2 separate regions of the Gossypium arboreum genome follow, and region 2 is linked to region 1. The links are chromatin contacts, called in public Hi-C maps. All regions are on one chromosome and are shown on one strand. Each heading gives the region's core, a stretch centred on a gene start, on an enhancer-like site or on the middle of the called end of the contact. The rest is flanking DNA. Distances are from core to core; before and after follow the strand shown.

Region 1 (4,196 bases), core at 865-3,364:
AGCAGGGTTCGGTTTATAAGGACGAAACTCTCGGCTGAGTGCCGGAGAAAACATCATCTGAAAACTATCAATGTTAGATTAATATTCATTTGTCTCCCAATCTAACCAAACAAAAAAGAGCTCAGAATGGTTCAGTTTCACGCTTCACATAACTTACTCCGAATCGTTGATGAAACAGATCAACTGCATCTTTGACATTGCGAGTGATTAGTCCCCTTCTGAAATAAATGGAAGCAACTAAGGTTAGCATCTAGAAACACCACCATGAAAAAAAGAAAGGTTGACAGATTAAAATCCTAAGTACTACAGAAAAATGAAACACAGCAAAGCAAGTTGTTATTTATAGCTATAGTAGTTGGTCCAACCTATGGTGTTTCAACTCTTCAATTTTCTTTAAGTACTTGTGCTTGGACATGGATATGGAGATACGATTATCTAAGAATCCTCCAAACACACAGAGGATCTTAGAAAAGAAGAATATACCCATGTTGGATACATACTTGTATCCGGCACTCGTACCTAAGTCCAAATAATAGAGAGCCAAATAGTCAAGACACATGGAGCATACATGGAAGCTCAGTGATTTGGTGCGAGGCAATAACTATAATACCAATAGGTATCTTAATATGAAAAATAGATAATTGTAGGAGCAAAAATTGACCGTATTTTCTTTGCATCAAGAAAACCACAGAGTTCAGCTGCACCTGCAACATTATCAACCAAATGTCACAAGCTTAAATTGGTTAGCATGTAAAATGGAAAATAAATGAAGCTCTTCAGCTGAAAGATAGAGAACTGCGGTTGCTAAATCTAAACTTAAAAGGAGAGAGCCCCAGCAAGCACAAAGGCAAAATCCAAGACAAACATCAAATGAAAATAAATCAATGGAAACCCCATGAAAATACTCCAAAATGTTTGCTATCTTGTAACTATTGGGAAACTATGAAAGATATCTACATTTGCCCAAAAACAAAGCATATGAACTTGCTAGCTAATGATATTCTTAAACCCAAGTTTTTCACAGTTTTTTTAATTGTTGTGTTCACAAATACATTGAGTGATGAAAAGAAAAGCAAGTTTTTCAGATTTCATCAATAAAATTCAGAGTACAATTCTCTCCATTGACATTCTTTCAGTCTTCTTTAATCTTCTTGAAGGATACATGAATTTCAACACTCTGCAACTGAACAATCCATCAGCTAATTTTACTTTAAACCCCACAAACATAAGTACATTTTCCAAATAATAATGGACAAATATTCATGTTCTATAATTGATACCAACTAATTCAATGAAACACAAAACAAGAAACCAAACGGCATATCCATATTACATGGACTCAGATTGATTGTCAAACAAGGATGAGTTCAAAATAAAAATGGGTATCCTTGTTTACTTTTTAAATGTTTCCATATGTTCAAAAAAATATTATATATTAACAAAATTGTGTATATGTATTCGAATATGTACGAAAGAAGCAGATTTCCTCTTCAAAAGGGTATCCTTGCATTTTAATGCTATTCAAGCATATAACTTGAAAATTGAACTTGAAAGCGACAGAATCAAATCATCAAACAAAATCAAATAATAATTAACATGAACCTGACATTTTCCTTTCACTTTAACAGCCACCAAAAACTAACCAGGCATGATTTGGAGGCGATCAAGGCCCTGTTTTTCGAAATCAGCAATAATCTTGTAAGCTTCTTGCTGCTTTTCGGCAGTCCAACTCTCAATGTGGTGCAAGATATCAATCCCAGAGGGGTTTTCAGCTTTGATTCGCTTGTACTCGACGTCTCCGAGGACAGCCTTATACATTGCGGCGAAGTCGATGACAGGGACGGTGAGGGTGCCATCCATATCGAAAACGACGCCGCGGAGGCGGGATTTGGCTGCTGCGACAGTGGACATGGTAAAAAGAAGGGATTTAGGGGGCAAGCGGAGGAAGGATTTGGAGAGAAATGAAGGCATTCGAGATTGAGGGAAGGATGGATTTTGAAGGCTATTTATGGGATTGAGGCTTTGGGGGTTTCTGGATTTTGGTGGGCAATTGATGTGAATCATCAGTCATCAATGTGTGGCGGTGAAATTATTAGCTCTAAATAAAAGCCGCAAAAAAAATAGAGGCGAAAATATTGTGAAACGGCAAAGCGTATAGGATAAAACGACTTACAGAAAAGAACCAAAACCTTCAATACGCGAAGTGCTCTTCTGTTAGCGTATTTTCAGCAGACGAAACTAGAGCTCTGCAAACACGTCTGGCCTCGCAAATAACAGCGACAAGAAGATTTCTTCCATTTTCAAAGAGGAGAAACCAAAAGAGAGAGTTTTAATTTCTATGTGTTCAGTTGTGTCATTGTTTATGCTACCTCGTTGATTATAATGAAGGCAAGTTTTCTTTACCTTGGAGAGATTGATGTAGCTGATTACGGTTGAGAAAAGAACAGAATCGAAGAAACAACTTAGATTACGGTTTGCAGGCATGAGCTGTTTGCTATGCGTTTAAAAAGACTAACTCAATTCAATACTGCATTGACATGTTTTACATGTACTCCTTATGCTTTCATAATAATTGAAGATGAAAGATGGAACTTTCTAATATAAGAGTAATGTCCGCATGTATGGGATGATAATATCATCTTCGTCTACCGTAATAATACTTTTATCATGAATCGTATAGATGCAGGGTTGAAGATCAAGATTCCTATCTGTATTATATTTAACAATAGTTTTCTGTACACCAATTGCAGCTTTGCATCATATTTCCTCCACCCATATGCAGCAGCGAGTTGGGTTGAAGGTTTGTTTCCTCGAGAGTGTCATTACACACTTGTTTGTACATAGCCTGGTCTGAAGATGTTGGTCTTTTTCTAGGTTTCAATAATTTAGCATTTGGTAGTTGGCCTACGTGCTTTGCAAGTGCATTGCCTTCATATGCAGGAAAGCATCAAAGGATTTCCCTTAGAGAACTCGTACTTAGCTGTTGTACTATACTTTTGAAGTGTTACAGAATGATAATTCTATGGAATCCATCCCAATAAATGAGCTCAATTCATTGTACTCGCTACTTTTTTAACAATTTTCTTTGTATAAAGCGTTCTTTTGTTTAGTTAAGGAGATGTTACAATATAATAAAACGAGATGTTTTGATAGAGAGGAAAATTAGAGTAGATTTTGGAAAATAAGTGTTGTGTCATGTAGTGGTGATGGAGGGTCTAAAACAAATGAGAGTTACATGTTGCAAGAAAGTTTTTAGCATATTCAGTTTGCCCAAAAAATCAGAAAAAGTCTCTTTAAGTGGAACTTCGGATCTTCTATTTATGGTCTTTGCAAATTAATTATCTCAAAGAATGGTCCAATTATATATGTTTATTGGGCTTTTCATCTATAACTTTATAATTTAATTTTCTTATTCAACGAATTCGTAATGATTAATTAATTTAATTTCATATTTGAACTTGTTATTTAATTATAATTAATTAAATAATAATTTAAAAATCTTAAATTAATTCTAAGTCATTTCTATACTTAGTGAGAAAACATGTTCGTGAATGTGATTTATTTCTCTAAATTCATTATTTTCATTCATTTTTGTCATTTGGTTCTAGATGCAATTCATTTCTGGATTCAATGAGCTAACAAAAAGATCAATTGGACATATATAATTAGGGCCCAAATAATTCATAATTAAGTTTTAGCCTTTTGCCTATTAATTATGAACTTATTTAGTTATGAAGTCATTCTACTATAGTATCGTGATTGAGCTCTCTATAATTACATACCATTATAAAAACTACTTAATAAGTGTTCATCTAATGACACTATCATAAGTGTGTTACCCTCATAGGATATTCTTAATCTCTTTGGGATAACTTCGTTCTCCCAATATGATCCTATTTTATCTAATGGTAATCATTATATTTTCCTTCATGAAAAGTCAATTACTATAAGATAGTAATTAAGTCATTTATTATAAAGACAAACGACTCATGGTTGCTTTTATATTTCACCTATCATGTAATACGGATAAGATGATGTCATTTACTTATTAGTTAGGTTACGAATTTCACTATTTAAATGAGTCTACATACGGCAGAAGTCATATAACCAATGCATCAACTTTTGGTTTATTATCTATTTGAACTCGGGTTTTTACTTACATCAGAGTATATGAGTCACACATACATAGCCTATCA
Region 2 (4,578 bases), core at 1,634-4,133, 200 kb after region 1:
AAAACCGGTTTTTAATTGGGAATGTGGTAGAAGGTCTAGTTTGTTTGGTAAGGAACGTCTCGATAGGGCTTTCGTGAATATAGGCCGGACTCAACGCTTTCCTTATCACAAACTCTATAATCTTACAAGTGCTACTTGGATCATAATTGATGATAAGTGGTTTAAATTAATTTATTTAAGGATTTTACATAAAAATATTAAAAGATAAAAATATTATTATAATAATATTTGTTATTTTAAAATGTCACTTACCATCATAGCAAGTGTCTAAGACCCTATTATTAACTAACTTACAAAATAAGAATATTATTGGTTAGGATTTACATACAGTCTTCTTAAAGCTATCCTCCACACCTTAACAGGAGGATAATTCTCTCCACTCGACCTCTCTCTTTATGTCTCTCCAAAATCATTTTTAATCACCCATTCTTAAACCGCGTATCAACTGTGATATAATACAAACCTAACTTATCAATCAAACCCAAAAACATCTTATCAATATTGTCTACCAAATTTAAAACTAGATACTAAAATTTATTTCATAATAAATATGTGGACCACATTAGTTTACTAAAATCTAATTTTTAAATTGAGTTTAGATAGACGATACGTTTATCTACGATTAATGTAAAAATAATAGTTACGATGAGATTAGATATTATAGCGATACTGTAACGTGAGACAAAAAATAAATTAAACTATCGCATTGCATCCCACCACCCATCCGAATCCACCCTTAGTTTTTGATTGAATTTGTTGATTTGAAAAAATTAAAATATATGTATAAAAATTTAATAGACAATAAATTAAGTTATTTTTATTTTATTCTATTTCATTAAAGATTGTATTATCTTTTATCAAACAATCTAATTATACTCAATATTTAAATTTAACTAATATATCAAACAAATTTTATAACTTAAATTCAACACTTAATTTTTTAGTGTTTAGTTTTTCAATCTATCAAACATTGCCTAAATAATATATATTTCCATAAATTTTAAAAGAGGAAAAAAACATGAAAACTATTATTTTTAATTTTAAACTATTCGTTAGATGCATTCATGAGTCATCCGGGCTGGATTTAAATAGAATATTAGTAGACTTTATATTTGTACAAGCTCAGTCCAGCTTGAGTTGAAATATATATTCAAAATTTTATCCAAATATCTCATATTTGCAAATGGTTGACCAAATCCATTTTAAGCTACTATATTTTTCAAACTTTTTTAAAAAATATTTATATCACTTTTTTAGTATATTTCATTTTCATTTTACAATCAATGTTTAGAGTTTATAGTTATCCTCTTAAAAATATAATCTCCAATATTCAAACCTACATCTATTTAAACTTATTTTGGGCCTAATATTATTATCTAAACATTCTAAATTTCTCGGTGTATATCCGAGTTTGAATGAATAATCTAATCCTTAAACAAATCTACTATTCATAACTTCTAATCCTTAAACAAATTTACATTCAAACTCAAATATCTAAATTATTACAATAATTGAGGTTCCAACGAGTTTTGTCGATATCCTTAATCCAATTTATATAATTAAAAGATATAATGATTTTTTGACTCTCTAGTTTTCCAAAAAAATAATTTTGACCCTCTATTTATTTTTCGTCTTTTAGTCCTTAAATTTATATTTTTTATCAAATCACCCAAAAATAGGTGAAAAAGTTAATATTTGTTAACTTTGCTAATGTGGCATACACGTGGATTGCCACGTGGATAACATGCCAATATTTAATTAATTTTTTTAAAAATTAAAACATAAAAAGAATTATATTTTTTATATTTTTAACCATTTAATTTTAGAAATAATTTTTAAAATTTTTAAAATTTTTAAAAAATTAATTTAATGCTGACATGTCATCCACATGGCAATCTAGGTGTATGCTACGTTAACAAAGTTACAAATGTTAATTTTTCAATCTATTTTGAGATGACTTTATTTTAAAAAATAAATACAAATTTAAAAGCTAGAACAAGGGCATAACTAGGAAATTTGGCGAGGGCCTTAACCTCCTAAAATGAAAAATTTTCTACTAAGGCCCTATAAAATTTTAATTTAAATTAATAAAGGTAAAATTGTAATTTAGTTTCCTAAAATGATAACAATTTAATTTAATTTTTAAAATTATAAAAATATAAACTATTAAAATAATAAAATAATATTTTTATTATCGTAAAATTATAATTTAATTTTATCATTTTAAAATTTTCTAGCTTGGTCTAGAAAAGGTGAAAAGTTAAATAAAAGATAAAATGATAAAATGATAAAATGATTTTTTTTTTGTAATGTTAAAGGATGATTATGTGAATTAAAAAAAAATTACACCGATATAAAAATTTAATTCTCAAATATTCTAAATTTTAATTACTATCTTATCTATGCTGTTTCCTACGCAGTTCAAATTTATGGGGTATAGGTCGTTTTCTCTTCACAAATCTTAAGGAAGAAGTTGGCAGCAGTCCCCATAATGTATCCAAGATTCAAGGGTGGTCCACACAAGAATCAAAAGTGAATCAGAGCCACCAATTCCCAATCATATGATATCGGGCCAGACCCTAAATTCGGTTTCTACCGTTGATTTATGCTGAATCACCCGATATTACGGACCCTATGTGTCTTAAACCAACAGAAGGTGGCATTATCTGCCGTCCTACCGCCCCTCAAAACCATCCACCTGTCCCCCTGCCTGCCCCTTGCGTGGACGTCTAAGTAGCCTTAGAAACAAAACACTAAATCCTCTTATCCTATGTCTTAAGCCGAAAGGATCGGACACGTGAATGTTCCCTTATAAACACGTGCCTCTATCTCTTTCGCTATCCTATTTTTTAGTCCCTCACTCCAAAAAAACGCGTTCACGACACTTATTTAATCTAACCGTCCATTCTCACGTGAGTCCAGCAATCGTAGCCGTTGCCTCCTGGATCGCCCCTTCTTTAAATTTCGTTTCTATAAATACTTCATCTCACAACACCTTCAAGCCTCAGCTCACATTCAAAGTCGGAAACATCCCCAACTGAATAAATTTACGCAAAACAAAAAAGAAAAGGGTGTAAGATTCATTTCCTTTTTTCTTCTCATCTCTGACAGGTAATCGGAAAAGCCAAACAATTCGAATAAATAGAAAATGGCGTTGAATTTGGCGCATCAGATTGGATCTCTAGCCGGGACACAAATTGCAGCTGAAGTCACTACCGGAGAACAATCATCCTCAGCGACGGCTAATGTGTCGGGAGTTCGGAAAGTTCCATTGGCGAATCTCCGATGCAACGCCCCAGGAGAAGCTCTGTCCCCTCCAATGTTAACTCCACCGCTGACGCCGCGAAGCGCGGCAAACAGGTCGGCTATGATGAGTCCGTCGCTGCGTCCGGATCTGTCCGCCGCTTGCCAGGCCTACGGGACGTTATCACCGCTGGAGACGGCTGAGGAGTCATCGGCGTCGGTGGCGTGGAAGGAGGGAGGGAAGAAAGAGGAGAAGAAAGGGGTTCCGGTTTACGTGATGATGCCGTTGGATAGCGTGACGAACGGGAATACGGTGAATAGAAAGAAGGCGATGAATGCGAGTCTCCACGCGCTGAAAAGCGCGGGAGTGGAGGGGATAATGATTGACGTTTGGTGGGGGCTGGTGGAGAGGGAAGCGCCGGGTGCTTACAATTGGGGTGGCTACGCCGAGCTTCTCGAGATGGCTAAGAAGCATGGCCTTAAAGTCCAGGCTGTCATGTCATTCCATCAGTGTGGCGGCAACGTCGGTGACTCTTGCACGTTCGTATCTCCTCCTTACCTCTCTTTACTGTTTAACTTTTAAAATTTAAACCCTTCTTTTTCTTCAAGATCCCGTTACTCAGCTTATGAAAATTTTATTTAAAAAATAGTAATTTTAAATTAATTTTTGTGGGGATGGGATACCTTTTTGAAAATCAAGAAGAAAGAAAAGTTTACACGTTTGATTAATTATTGATTCCAAGTCAATCATTTGCTTTTTTTTGAATTTGAAAGAGACAATCAGATGAACCAACGTTTTTAAAAAAAAATTTAGATGAAGGGATAACGTAAGCTTTCATTGCATCTTTTTACAAAAGTGGGGTAAAAAGGGGACCGAAAGAAATTAAATTTGGAGATAGATATGGAAATAAATTTTCAGAACCTATTTTAAAAGTTCATGAATCAGAAAAATTTTTTTTTACGAAGGATAAGGACCCATTTTCACGGAGGGTACGGTGGTAGCTTTCATTTCTCTCCATCTCTCCAGGCAGAGAATATGGGGTTTGTATGGAAATTTTCATAAGCCCCCATACGGTGGTCCAAATCCTGTATTATTTATCTAAATTTTTATTGAATCAAATACTGGGATGTATTGATTTGATGTTATGGAGATACTCTTTTAAAGGAAAAAATATGGTTGTTTTTGTACAGTATTCCTTTGCCCAAGTGGGTTACAGAGGAGATCGAGAAGGACCCAGACCTCGCATACACTGATCAATGGGGAAGAAGGAACTACGAATACCTTTCACTTGGTTGCGATACCCTTCCTGTCTTGAAAGGCCGTACGCCTGTTCA

What was found. Hi-C and Micro-C count contacts between places; a contact is called where the count stands out from the background.
Region 2: a contact with region 1 is called in a Hi-C map of leaf, with 2.6 times the contacts expected there. The contact joins the promoter of LOC108479687 here to the promoter of LOC108454605 in region 1. A contact is called at or near these places in 2 of 5 Hi-C or Micro-C datasets (both in leaf).

Annotation. Positions count from the first base shown.
Region 1 is chr10:98,974,242-98,978,437 of ASM2569848v2, forward strand. It overlaps LOC108454605 (haloacid dehalogenase-like hydrolase domain-containing protein At2g33255), which reads right to left and starts at 2,115. Exons shown (of 5, transcript XM_017753119.2): 1 at 1,644-2,115; 2 at 662-704; 3 at 158-218; 4 at 1-57. The coding sequence starts at 2,064.
Region 2 is chr10:99,173,837-99,178,414 of ASM2569848v2, forward strand. It overlaps LOC108479687 (beta-amylase 1, chloroplastic-like), which reads left to right and starts at 2,884. Exons shown (of 4, transcript XM_017782420.2): 1 at 2,884-3,783; 2 at 4,435-4,578. The coding sequence starts at 3,149.